Regions from separate parts of the Zea mays genome. Here region 1 is linked to region 2. Evidence: chromatin contacts called from public Hi-C data. All regions are on one chromosome and are shown on one strand. The core of a region is the stretch at or near the end of the contact, and the rest is flanking DNA. Distances in the headings are between cores, read along the strand shown.

The links. A called contact is a pair of places that touch in the nucleus more often than the background predicts.
Region 1: a Hi-C map of leaf shows a contact between it and region 2, with 4 times the contacts expected there. The contact joins the promoter of LOC103639191 here to the promoter of LOC100282275 in region 2. A contact is called at or near these places in 4 of 25 Hi-C or Micro-C datasets (ear, leaf and tassel).

What each region holds. Positions count from the first base shown.
Region 1 is chr9:139,484,115-139,491,747 of Zm-B73-REFERENCE-NAM-5.0, forward strand. LOC103639191 (probable inactive receptor kinase) reads left to right here and starts at 4,998. Exons shown (of 3, transcript NM_001364724.1): 1 at 4,998-6,466; 2 at 7,614-7,633. The coding sequence starts at 5,548. LOC100304416 (a long non-coding RNA gene) reads right to left here. Exons shown (of 2, transcript NR_157290.1): 2 at 7,441-7,633.
Region 2 is chr9:139,339,249-139,346,302 of Zm-B73-REFERENCE-NAM-5.0, forward strand. LOC100282275 (mitochondrial import receptor subunit TOM40) reads right to left here and starts at 2,196. Exons shown (of 11, transcript NM_001155187.2): 1 at 1,815-2,196. The coding sequence starts at 2,013.

The sequences.
Region 1 (7,633 bases), core at 3,748-6,247, 150 kb after region 2:
ATTTGATACTGGGAACCTGAACTTCAAAATAGGCAATTTGAATTTGAATTGAATATTGTAAACTTGAACTAGAGAAGAGAATAGAGATAGAAAAAAAGAGAAAAAAATAAATCCCTGCGTTTGGGCTGAGTTCCCTGATTTGGCCCACTAGCTTCATCCGGGCCCAACTTCATTTCGCATGCGTGGCCCACATAACTCCCGCACTTCTCTCCCTTTCTGCGGATGCCTGGTGGGCCCCAATGCTCAGATCAACATGTTGCGTGCCCACATCCTTTTTCTGGGTCGCTGGCTGGTGGGGCCTCCTCGACAGCGCCCCAAACCGCGCCCACACTCTCGGTTGTTCAGCCGCCACCTGGGACCCACTCGTCAGAAGCCTTCCCCTCTCCGCTCGGTCTCGAACAGAAGCAGCAGTCACTGCCTCCGGCTCATCGCGGATCTCGCGGGGCATTGCAACGGAACCACGCAAAAACTTCACCAAACCCCCGTGATTCTACGCCAACCTCTTACCGATATCTGTGGCGTGGACTCGCCCCTCCCCCCATAAAAGCTTGGCATCGCGCCGTCGGGACTTGCTATGTACTGAGGTCGTCTATCACCGGTTGGTCGCCGGGACCTCATGGGCGCCATGGGTTCTCGCACAGGGACCCTAGCGCCCTGGCACTTCTACCTCTGTGCCCCTATCTACTCGTCTGACCACCAGTTTGCGCAGGATCTTGGCGAGTCTTGCCAATATTCAGTGTGGTACATCGGAGCTTGTCGAGGTGTATCGGTGCCATGGCAGTGAGATCCCTCCGGAGTCTTGTGGTTACGACCAAACTGCTACAGGCTGGGGTTAGGGTCGTCGCCCGCTTGCCGGTGAGTGTCTCCCCATCTGCTTTTGTTCTGTTTGGGTACCTCAGCTGTGGGTCCAGCGCTCAGGGCGCGCCTGACACCATGGTGGCCGGTGGCCATGTTGTGGCTAGTGTCACCATGCCAGATGGCGACATGAGATTGAAGATAGGTTTATAGCCCTCAATCCCACAATGGGCGGTGGAGATGATGCACCGCATAACGATTCGGCCGGGTAGATCAGCGCCGTAGATCATTGATCGTGGGGCTGTGTGAGAATCGCGTTTCATTAAATCTGGTTCATCGGATCTAATCCCACGGCTCTGGTTACTCCATACCCCTTCAACCGTTCACTTTTGTAAAAGAGCCCTTACACTTTCCATAAATCAACCCACCGTCCATCGTAGTTAACTCTGAGTCTCGGGGTTTTCACATGGGAGTCCCTGGGATTTATTTTATTTGTGCGCGCGGCCGGGCTGGGCATAAAACACATAAATTCAATTAGAAACTAATTTTTAGTGTGAAATTAATGGCAGGAACTTGAATAATTCCTAGAAAATTCACAACTTCTTTGTTTTAATTCTGAATTGACTCGTTTTAGTTGCGTTAGTTTCTTATAAACATTTGCTACGCAGTAACAACATTAATTAAACCATAATTTTATAGTTAGATATTTATTTATCACATGTCTACTAGATTAGCTCTTCTAATCAAAAGCTAACATGTTCATAGTTATAATCTGGTTAAATATGATCTCTACCCAAGTCATAACTAAAGTTGAATTAATTATTTCTTTAGAATATATTTATAAAACCAAAACAAGACCTAGTTTTAATTACTTAATCACATAATTCTTCCAAAAATCCTAACCCCTTAACCATAACTCCGAATTTATCGGTTCTCGAACCCACGATCTCGTAGCAACACATAAATTATTATTACACAATTTATCCTTATGTTTGGTGTAATGTTAATTTTGCCTATACACTGTTTGTTTGTAATGCTACGACTAGCGTGAGGACACGTGTCATCTGAAGAGCAAGTTGGTACCTGGAATCTCAAGTCCCAGGCAAGTTGTGCCCTTGATCACTTCTTTTTACCTACTCATGTTCTGATTAATCATAATGATCTGCATAGGTTAATTTTGATGGGACCCAATAGGTTACCCTAGTTTGATTATCTTTATACCTTGTTTACCACTAAACTTTTTGGGTAGTACTTGCTAGTGCTTTATGTGGTTTTGGGTATGAAGATACATTATTCATGATCACACTTTTATTATCTGTTTATTATCACTGTTCATGATAAGATCATTATGTTAATTGGAACATGGAGCGACCACCCGGGAAAACAGTGCTACCACAAGGGTTTATGGACGCCCTTGGCTGATTAATTAGGAAAGCTAGTGGAGGACTACCTTACCCGAAAGGGGCAAGGGCAGTAGGGGAGTGGTCAGTGTAGGGAGGTCCTTGGTTGATTTTGCTGCGATGGCGGTCAGGCAAGAACCCTGCATTGGAGCTTACTATAAACTGTAGCGGGTTTTATGAAGCTAGTGGAACTTTGTAAAGGCCTCATAGTGTTATCCTGCCTCGCCTCCTCGGTAGAGGTGTATGGGAAGTCGCGATCCCTGGGCAGATGGGTAATATGACTTGTGGGTAAAGATGCGCAACCTCTGCAGAGTGTAAAACTGGTATACTAGCCGTGCTCACGGTCATGAGCAGCTCGGACCCTCACATGATTAATTTATGGAACTTAAATTCAATTTGTCATATGCATTGCATCGCAGGTGATGTTGTTACTTTTGTTCTACTACTTAATTGGGTTGGTATTTACTTATACTTAGTAACTGCTAATAAAGTTTTGACCAACTTTAAAAGCAATGCTCAGCTCTAACCATCCTCTTTGGTAAGCCTTACACTTCACGTGAGCTCCCACCTTTGGCGAGTTCATGCACATGATTCCCCACAACTTGTTGAGCGATGAACGTATGTGAGCTCACTCTTGCTGTCTCACACCCCCACAGGTCAAGAACAGGTACCGCAGGATGAGGCGCTTGGAGGATGCTGTGATGAGTTCGTGAGTGGTCTAGACCGTCGTCTCCCAGTCAACTTTGGGTTGCTGGACCGTTGTCTCCTTTTAATGTAATTATTTATTTATTTTGTATAGAACTCCGATTATATAGTAAAGATGTGACATTCGATCCTGTGCCATGATTCATCATATGTGTGAGACTTGGTCCCAGCACACCTGGTGATTATGTTCGCGCCCGGACTTTGGACCCCTAAAACCCGGGTGTGACAGAGGCGCTCCGCTATAATTCACCGGACTGTCCGGTGTCCCAAGGGAGAGCAACTCGGAACTCGCCAGCTTCGGGAATCCGCTCCGCTATAATTCACCGGACTGTCCGATGAGTCACCGGACTGTCCGGTGTGACAACGGAGCAACAACTACTTCGCGCGCAACGGTCGACTGCAACGCATTAAATGCGCGCCTGTGCGCGCAGAGGAGCAGAGCACGCGCGGGTGGCACACCGGACAGCCTACAGGGCCTGTCCGGTGCACCACCGGACAGCCAGGCGGGCCCACAAGTCAGAGCTCCAACGGTCGGAACCCAACGGCCTGGTGACGTGGCTGGCGCACCAGACAGTGTTCGGTGGTGCACCGGACTGTCCGGTGCGCCCGTCGACTTCAGCCTTCACCAACGGTCAAGTTTGGTGGTTGGGGCTATAAATACCCCAACCATCCCCACATTCAAGTCATCCAAGTTTTCCACCTTCCAACTACTTACAAGAGCTCTAGCATTCAATTTTAGACACAACCAAATAGATCAAATCCTCTCCCAACTCCACAAAGCTCTAGTGATTAGAGAGAGAGATTTGTTGTGTTCTTTTGAGCTATTGCGCTTGGATTGCTTCTTTCTCTCATTCTTTCTTGCGATCATCTCATTTGTAATTGAGGCAAGAGACACCAATTGTGTGGTGGTCCTTGCGGGAACTTTGTGTTCCGATTGATTGAGAAGAGAAGCTCACTCGGTCTAAGTGTCCGTTTGAGAGAGGGAAAAGGGTTGAAAGAGACCCGGTCTTTGTGACCACCTCAACGGGGAGTAGGTTTGCAAGAACCGAACCTCGGTAAAACAAATCCTCGTGTCTCACTCTTTATTCGCTTGCGATTTGTTTTCACGCCCTCTCTCGGACTCGTTTATACTTCTAACGCTAACCCGACTTGTAGTTGTGATTAAGTTTGTAAATTTCAGATTCGCCCTATTCACCCCCCTCTAGGCGACTTTCAGTTTCCTCTTTTCTGCCATCATGCCGAAGCTTCCTTGCGCACAGCTTCGGCTCTGTTCCATCCTTCGTTCTCTTTGCGTTTCTTCATACAACAATTTTGACTTGTCCGGAGGGTTCGTGTCCGAAGGTACCTGCTCATGTATTATATTCCAGAAACATTGTTAAATCACGTTTTTGAGGACCTTCGGAAGCCGAAGGCCCCCAACACAACATTTGACTCAAGTGGCCAAGGAGTTTTTTTCCCAGGAGCATGATTGGCGGTCTAGTCTTCGGAGTGATAGCCACTAGTGTGTGTTTTTAGATTTCGTTGGGCTGTGTGCTCTTATGGGCACAGGCCGAAAGTGACTTTCAAGGGCTCGTATCATCTCGATGTACTGTTCTTGAATGAATAAAAATCCTTCCCTTTCAAAAAAAGAAAAAAAAAGAAATAGGGGATGTGATCGTGGATCCTATGGAGATAGCCTAATAGCACATATATAGGTAAATTTCGATATTAATTTAAATTTAAAATTATTAATGATACATGAAGATTAGATGAATATTATTACTTTTAGTTAGTTTACATATAATATATTTATTGTTGTAAATAACGTTAGTACTTTATTTATTTAACAATATATGCTTTATAAATTGACTTAATATCTGAATTAAATCCAAAATATTCGTTTTGTACTAATATTTAAAAACATGTATATTCACTTTCTTATTTATATTCGAATTAAAAATATAATAAACAAATGACATCTGGATTCGGTTTGATGTGAATGAGTGAATCCGTTCCGTTTCCCGTTTCCCATGCTAGGCCGCTACTTGCTGGCTCGCACAGTCGCACTGGTGCGGTATAGTCCGACTACACCCATCCATCACGGCCTCAGCCCTCAACCACTCGGCCACTCCCTCCAGTCTCCACACACACGCGCGCCATTGCCGCTGCTGCTCATCGTACTCCCAAATGGAGCAGCCTGCATTCCCCTCTTGCTCCGTGGAGCGCATTCGCTCCAGCACAGGGAAGCTGTGACGCATCGCCGCCGCCAAATCCTCCACCCGACGGCTAACGCTTTTCTCTCGGGTCTAGTCGGGGTGGAGATCCGTCAAGGCCATCTCGTCGCGTTGTTGGTCAGTAATCCTAGCTCGCTTGGACGAAGCAACCAGCACTATGGTTCTTGGATGACAAAATTGGAGCAGGCCACTGCTCACACTGCGGCGGTGTCCATTTCTTCGTGTCTCGGTTCTTGGCCCCGTCCTTCCTGATTTCTCTGCTTTTCATACTGAAAAAATCCTCAAACCTTTCATCCTTAATCCCCTTTCTCGGTTCCAAGGGAGCTTAAACCCTACCCTACTGCCTTTTTCATCTTAAGCTCCGTATCTCGAAAAATCCATCCCATTTGCATGAGCATTGCTTCAATTGCCTGGCTGCACAGCAGGATCTTGCGATGCGGCTCATCTTGTTGTGGCTCTCGATCTGGGCCGTGTGCTCCGCTGCCTCGGCGGGGGCTGGTTCAGACATGGAGGCACTGCTGGAGTTCTCCCGAGGCATCCGGCAAGACCCGTCCCGCCGCCAGGCCATTCCCTGGAACCCCACCAGCGCGCTGGACTCCGACGACTGCCCCGTTGATTGGCACGGCGTGCAGTGCATCGGCGGGCAGATTCTTTCCATTGCGTTCGACGGCATTGGTCTCGTTGGAAATGCTAGCTTGTCGGTGCTAGCGAGGATGCCGGTGCTCCGGAACTTGTCCCTGTCAGACAACAAGCTAGAAGGGTTCTTGCCGGGTGAGCTGGGGTCGATGGCGTCGTTGCAGTTGCTGGATCTGTCCAACAACAGGTTCTCCGGTTCAATTCCGTCTGAGTTGACTAAGCTGGCAGGTTTGGGCTATCTCAATCTCTCTTCCAATGGTTTTCGTGGCGCATTGCCGTTGGGTTTCCGGAACTTGAGGAAATTGAAGTACTTGGACCTTCATGACAATGGCTTCACTGGCAAATTGGACGACGTATTCGCGCAGCTGCAGAGCCCAGTCCATGTTGATTTAAGCTGCAACCAGTTCTCGGGGTCCTTGGCATCGATCTCTGACAACTCATCTGTGGTTAGCACGCTTCAGTACTTGAATGTTAGCCACAATGTGCTGTCAGGGACATTGTTTGACAGTGTTCCGATGCCTTTGTTCGACAGCCTTGAGATTTTTGATGCGAGTTTTAATATGCTCAGTGGCAACATCCCGCAGTTTAATTTTGTCATCTCCCTCAAGGTGCTGCGCCTGCAGAACAATAATTTTTCTGGCTCCATCCCAGAAGCATTCTTTAGGGAGACGTCTATGGTGCTGACTGAACTTGACCTTAGTTGCAACCAACTTACAGGTCAGAAAATTTTCCTACTCAGCCTCATGCTTATCTTAAACATTGCATTCAGCTCGCTCTTACGCATGTTTCTTTGCCCATAACATTTTCCTAATGCTTAAACTAGCATATTATAATGAGATACATGTAAAAGATTGGGCAGGCCAGTGCCGGAGGCTCCCGCATGGGTCTCGAAAAGGGATAAACCGAGGCAAGTTTTTCTCTGTAAATACGGAGAGGCTGCTTCGAATCCGCGATCTAGTGATATATTGAGACATCTCTCATCATTGCACGAGGCTTGCTCTCACCACGTGTAAAAGATTGACGTTATTAAATCATTGACCTGGCACCATCTTCTTTTTCACATTTGTGGTATACCTTTCTCTTTTTTTAGTAAACAATACATGCAATTTTAAAGCATACAAGAAATGTGGATTACCTATTATGCATGAAGCAAAATTGCTAATTTCCTTCTTCTGAAGTCACCGCAAAAGTTTCTACCTCTAATTTACCAGCTACTGGTATACTAATTGCGATTATATCCGAAGATACATTTTCTGTTACTGATTGTTCAATTTTGAGTCATCCAATGTGCACAGCTAAAGCTATGTTTCTGAGCTAGTTGTCATATTTTATACTACTATTACTTAGATCAATGACAGTGAAAAAATACAGGCCTAGTGCCGGAGGCTCCCATGTGAGTGGGGTCCGGCAAAGAGATAAACCGAGGCAAAGGCTTCCCTCCGCAGGTACAGAGAGGTTGCTTTGAACTGTGATGTGGTGACTCACCGAGATAGCTCTCACCGCTGTAACAGGCCTGCCCTTCTAAGAATATATTTGCTGATCAAGTTTAGTCATTCCCAGCTATAGCATAATAAATGAATTAGGAAAATGGCAATAGGAAATTTAGGTTCTCGACAAAAATTCCCCTGTGTGGTACCTTGTTGATTGCATTTTTTGGAGATGTTGATTGGAAGTTTCAATAAGACAGTTTGCAAGATCCGTAAACTTTTTTCATTTGAATGAGAATTAATTTAGATCAGTAAAACATTTCTTGCCTAATTTGGCACAGGCATGTGTGCTATTTAATCATTTATACAATGTGTACCATTTAATAATAATAATGCTGATTGCTTCTTTTTACTGTGTCCCCTTTTTTCTTACACAGGTCCAATTAGACGTGTGACA
Region 2 (7,054 bases), core at 946-3,445:
ACATATATATTATAATATATCTAGATTATAATCTGGATTATATAATTTAGATTATAATTCAGATTATATAATCTATAAGCTGAAACAAACAGGCCCTAAAGTTATACAGTAGTGTGCATGCACCAAAAAACAGAACATCAATTGGACCATTTAGGTTTGCTATTGCTTTGGTCATACACAAAAAATAATAAACTACACAGAGCATATATCCCTCACCCCCAGTTAATTGAAAGGGAACTCAACAAGTGGATAAAAATTTCAAAATGACATTCTATTATTGTAATCTAAATTTTGAACATTACTACAGTTCAATCATTCTATTCAACCATAACATTTGTCTTCCAGTACTTCTCATCTCTTTCTGATAGAACAATATTTGATGGAGACTACTTAAACAGTTGAACTTGACTAAGGCTATGAAAGAAATGCTGAAGATTTTATTGGAGCTGGAAAAAAACAGAAAGGCAGCTTATGGGATCAAACTATATTTATAGTCATTTGTCAGTTATCAAAGTATACTGAGCAATGCCCATTGCCAAATATTTATAAGGTAGGAGTAGGAACCAAGCAAGTTGTCATGCACATCAAAACCTATAAGAAGTCTGAAAAGATCTTAGGCACTAAAGATGTGCATAAAAGCTCATGGGTAAGAACTAAAGAGCAAAGCAGTTTGCACATGGACACAAGAAAACAGATTACCCCTTCGCCTAAATTGTGTTTTCTATAACCAGCTAACTAATAATAGAATGCCATTCCCTTAGTATATTAAAACTTAAAAGGTCATATCAAGTATCAAACTAAATGAGAATGGGCTCGTAGCTGGGTAACATGGCATGTGAGGTAAGCTGCTCACTTGAGTTCAAATCATCAGGATTGTTTGAAAGGTGTTTCATCGTGGCATGCCCCCATAACAATTTCTAGATCAGCCTCTAGGATTTTTGCGCCAAAACTCGGGTTGAATCTTCGATACTCAGGATTGTTTGATGGGTGTCTCATCATGGCATGCCGCCAAATTAATTTCCAGATAAACCTCCAGCGCCTTTGGGCCATGATGGGACAGCAACGGGCCCGTATTTCAAACCAGGGCTTCGTGAACCTCTCCAGCAGGTATATGTGTGCATAGGGTCGATCTAGTGTACGTCTTAAGGGCAATAATTGATGTACATGTGGGATGTATGGAATGTGTTAAGATGTGTGTTCAGATACTACAATTTGTGCCATGAGTGGAGGCCTAAAGAAGCATCAAGAATATTTTCTTACAATTTATGGAATGTGCATAAAAAACATGGGCAGTGAGCTGGTAAACTGAATAAACAAGTCATAAGTCATCTGGATAGAGGCACAATGCATATGAATAATTGGTATTTGTGACAAGATATCAATGTTAAAGAAATAATTAAACAAATACCAAATCCTAGAGACAGCAAGTGTAGTGGAATCAAATGCTTTAGAGCAAAAACTACATCTGCAGTATCAGTTAATGTGCTGCACTGTGGGCACTGTGTGCAAAAGATACTTGTGTCATACACAAATGGCCAAGCAATTCCTAAGACACATCTATCAATGCTGTGTAATAATGACAATCAACTAAGCACCATAATTTTCAGATCCAACTATGAACCCCCGTAAAACTAAAGCAGCAGCCTAGAACTTGATCCATATCGAGAAATTCAATCTCCGTCGACCAACCAATTCTACCACGGGTCTCACCAACCACGTGGCAGCGCATACCGAGTGAAAACTACACAATGCCGCAGCACTGCACACGCACTAGCTGGTTATGGAGTTAAAACTGGACGGGTAAGGGGACAAACTGAGAGCCTCGCGCTGGATCTCCTCGAAGGGCACGGGGCAGAGGAGGTTGAGGTAGTCCACCTTCTCCTCCTTCTTCTCCTCTCCCACTGACGTCTGCGGGAGGATCCCGGCGAGCCCGGGGCCATAGGGCGGCGCGCCCTCCTGGGGTAGCGCTGAGTGAGGAGAAGGTGGCGCTGCTGCGGAGGCAACAGATCCCATGGCGATGGCGTAACCCTATGTCGGGGTTCTGGGGTTTGGGTTTGGGGCGCTCTGGCTTCGTCTCGTCCCCCACCTCGCGACGCTGAGGCGGCCGGAATTTTTCACCAAACCCTTTCACTTCTACGGCAGACTGCAATATGTCTGGTGGTTTGGGAGGAGAATGCGTTCGTTTGTTTAGGAATTAGGACATACCTGTCAAAGCGGGACGAAATGCTTGTCAGCTACTTCGATTCTTAGTTAGCTCGGTTTGGCTCGAATCCACCCGTATGAATTTTTTTATAAACTGAGCTTACATTCTAAGCCACATTTCAATCTCATCGGATAAACTTTAGCTTCCCGCTAAACTTTAGCCATATGAATTAAAGTGCTAAAGTTTAGCTTATTAAGGTTTTTGAACTACTCTAACAAAATTTAGCATATTGGAACAAAAAAGACACTCATGCCCCTAATGCAGAGAGAGAATGAGATTAGATGGTATCAAAATGGGGTTCACTGGCCCACGTTTAACTACTTTTAGCACCCCTTGAGCAGCTTATAAGATAATGAGTGCTAAATTTTATCACACCACTATTAGCTCTCATGTTTAGATCATCAAATGGCTAAAAACAGCTAAAAAAGCTGCTAAAGTTTATCTCTTGAGATTAAAACAGGGCTAACTCGGTTCGTTAACGAACACGCTATCACATTTTAGCAAATAAAACTATATGCATATCATTTATGTAACAATTAATAAATATGTTATAGGTTTGTGTGGTGTCTAATAACTATGAGTTAAATTAATGATTGATGAATTGTGTACGTGTACATTTTAATAGACACTAACTCTAACTCTCCCAACCCTTTTAAGCACGCATCACCCAACCAAACGACTAGCCATCGTTCACTCCGCCCATCCGTCAAACAATATTTTTTGTTAAATGTTATATTTATTTATGATGTATTGTAATTGGGTATCGTGTTGGTGTTAATATCATATAAAATAAAATATGGTCATGTTTTTTGTCGGGAATGGAGACCCATTAGAGACCCGATACTAGAATAGGAATGGGGATGAGATGAATCATATACCCATGGTGGGTATGGGGATGGAGATATGTATAATTTCATAGGAATGAGTATGGGATGTCTAAACCTGATGCATTGACATTTCCAGTTCAGGAACCGTCATATGGAACCATTTCGACAAGGGATACTTAATTTGTATAAGTTTTGATAGTCTGGAATCATTCCTAGACTTAATTTCGGTTAGGTCGCGTCTGCGACCATGGGCAGGGGCAGCAGATTGGGGAGGAAGAACAAGGCGAAGATCGAGAAGACGAACGGGACGTTTGACGACGACGAAAACGATGGTGCGTGCATGCTATGAAACGTTCTCATGCCTCGTGCAATAGCATTGCGCGGGTCGATGTCGAGGTTGGTGTCAGACGAATACGGGAAGAAGACGCCTGCTCCCACGCCCTATGGCAAGAATAGGATGGCGCAGAGGCGGAGGCATGAGAGGAGAGAGAAACGAAGCAGGATGGTGTCTGCGTTTCGACCCCGGGGGGTCCCTGGACCGACGAGTAAATTGTCGCCGCGTGTCCCAGCCCAGATGGGTCGGCGCGAGACGGAGCACGGAGGGGGGAAACAAGGAGACAGGCGTAAAGGGGAAACCCGCGGCCTTCGTGTTTGTCCTGCGCCCAGGTCGGGTGCGCTTGCAGTAGGGGGTTACAAGCGTCCGCGTGGGAGGGAGCGAGAGGCCTGCACGCGCCGTCCCGTCCTCCCCGCGTGGCCAACCTCCCCGTAAGAGAGCCCTGGACCTTCCTTTTATAGGCGTAAGGAGAGGGTCCAGGTGTACAATGGGGAGTGTAGCAATGTGCTAACGTGTCTAGCAGAGAGGAGCTAGCGCCCTAAGTACATGCCGTCGTGGCAGCCGGAGAGGTCTTGGCACCCTGTTCATGTGATGTCGTGGTCGTCGGAGGAGCGCTGGAGCCTTGCGGAAGGACAGCTGTCGGGGCTGTCGAGTCCTTGCTGACGTCTCCTTGCTTCCGTAAGGGGCTGAGAGCCGCCGCCGTCATGGAGCACGCGGGGCGCCATCATTACTTGTTTACTGGGGCGAGCCAGATGGGACGCCGGTCTTGTTCCCCATAGCCTGAGCTAGATAGGGGTAGGGTAATGATGGCCCCCCTGTGACGTGGTCGGTCCGAGCCCTGGGTCGGGCGAGGCGGAGGCTCCTCCGAGGTCGAGGTCGAGTCTGTCTTCCGAGGTCGAGGTCGAGTCCGAGCCCCGGGTCGGGCGAGGCGGAGACCGTCGGCTGAGGCCAGGGCTGAGTCCGAGCCTTGGGTGAAAGTCGCCTAGAGGGGGGTGAATAGGGCGAAACTGAAATTCTCAAAAATAATCACAACTACAAGCCGGGTTAGCGTTAGAAATATAATAGAGTGCGCGAGAGAGGGTGCAAAACAAATCGCAAGCGAATAGTGAAGTGAGACACGCGGATTTGTTTTACCGAGGTTCGGTTCTCTCAAACCTACTCCCCGTTGAGGAGGCCACAAAAGGCCGGGTCTTTTTCAACCCTTTCCCTCTCTCAAACGGTCCCTCGGACTGAGTGAGCTTCTCTTCTCAAATCAACCCGGGAATAAAACTTCCCCGCAAGGACCACCACACAATTGGTGTCTCTTGCCTTGGTTACAAATGAGTTTATGATCACAAGAACAAATGAGAAAGAAAGAAGCAATCCAAGCGCAAGAGCTCAAAAGAACACGGCAAATCTCTCTCGCTAATCACTAAAGCCTTGTGTGGAATTGGAGAGGATTTGATCACTTGAGTGTGTCTAGAATTGAATGCCTAGCTCTTGTAAGTGGTTGAGAAGTGGAAAACTTGGATGTCTTGAATGTGGGGTGGTTGGGGGTATTTATAGCCCCAACCACCAAACTAGCCGTTTGGTGGAGGCTGTCTGTTCGATGGTGCACCGGACAGTCCGGTGCGCCAGCCACGTCACCAAAGCCGTTGGGTTCCGACCGTTGGAGCTCTGACTTCTAGGCCCGCCTGGATGTCCGGTGGCGCACCGGACATGTACTGTAGAGTGTCCGGTGCGCCAGCATGGGCGTGCCTGACCACTGCGCGCTGGCGCGCATTAAATGCACCGCAGGTAGCCGTTGGCGCCTGAAGTAATCGTTGTCCCGCTGTTGCACCGGACAGTCCGGTGTACACCGGACAGTCCGGTGAATTATAGCGAAGCAGCCCAAATGAATTCCTGAGGCTGGCGAGTTCCTGAGGCCGCTCTCCTTTGAAGCACCGGACAGTCCGGTGTACACCGGATAGTCCGGTGAATTATAGCGGAGTCGCCTCTGGATTTTCCCGAAGGTGACGAGTTTGAGTTTGGAGTCCTCTGGTGCACCGGACATGTCCGGTGGTGCACCGGACAGTCCGGTGCGCCAGACCAGAGGTGCCTTCGGTTGTCCCTTTGCTCTTTTGTCGAACCCAATACTTGGTCTTTTTATTGGCTGAGTGTGAACCTTTGGCACCTGTATAACTTATACACTAGAGCAAACTAGTTAGTCCAATTATTTGTGTTGGGCAATTCAACCACCAAAATTATTTAGGAACTAGGTGTAAGCCTAATTCCCTTTCAATCTCCCCCTTTTTGGTGATTGATGCCAACACAAACCAAAGCAAATATAGAAGTGCATAATTGAACTAGTTTGCATAATGTAAGTGCAAAGGTTGCTTGGAATTGAGCCAATAAATATCACTTACTAGATATGCATGGATTGTTTCTTTATTTTTAACATTTTGGATCACGCTTGCACCACAAGTTTTGTTTTTGCAAATTCTTTTGTAAATTCTTTTCAAAGTCATTTTGCAAGATAGTCAAAGGTAAATGAGTAAGATTTTTGCGAAGCATTTTCAAGTTTGAAATTTTCTCCCTTTGTTTTAAAATGCTTTTCCTTGACTAAAACAAAAACTCCCCCTTAATCAATTCTCCTCTTAGTGTTCAAGAGGGTTTTAAGATATAAAGTTTTGAAAATATTACTTGCTCCCCCTTTTGAACACAAAGAGATACCAATTTGAAATTTACCAATTGAAAATCATTACCAAAAAGATTAGGATGGTGGTGCGGTCCTTTTGCTTTGGGCTCATATTTTCTCCCCCTTTGGCATGAATCGCCAAAAACGGAATCATTAGAGCCCATCTTCTAACTACTTTCTCCCCTTTGGCAAATAAAACATATAAGTGAAGAGTATACCAAAGATGGAGAGTGAAGTGAAACGACGACGAAGGATGAGTAGTAGAGTGGAGTGGAAGCCTTTGTCTTCGCCGAAGACTTCAATTCCCTTTCAATATACCTATGACTTGGTTTGAAATACACTTGAAAACACATTAGTCATAGCATATATAAAAGAGGTATGATCAAAGGTATACTTATGAGCTATGTGTGCAAGTTTAGCAAAAGAAATTCCTAGAATCAAGAATATTGAGCTCATGCCTAAGTTTGGTAAAAGATTGTTCATCAAGTGCCTTGGTAAAAATATCGGCTAATTGATCTTTAGTATTGATGTATGAAATCTCGATATTCCCCTTTTGTTGGTGATCCCTAAGAAAATGATACCGAATGGCTATGTGTTTAGTGCGGCTATGCTCAACGGGATTATACGCCATACGGATTGCACTCTCATTATCACATAGAAGAGGAACTTTGGTTAATTTGTAACCATAGTCCCGCAGGGTTTGCCTCATCCAAAGCAATTGCGCGCAACAATGGCCTGCGACAATATACTCGGCTTCGGCGGTAGAAAGAGCGACCGAATTTTGCTTCTTTGAAGCCCAAGACACCAAGGATCTTCCCAAGAATTGGCAAGTCCCCGATGTGCTCTTCATATTTATCTTACACCCTGCCCAATCGCATCTGAATAACTAATCAAATCAAATGTGGATCCCCGAGGATACCAAAGCCCAAACTTAGGAGTATAAGCCAAGTATCTCAAGATTCGTTTTACGGCCGTAAGGTGGGATTCCTTAGGGTCGGATTGGAATCTTGCACACATGCAAACGGAAAGCATAA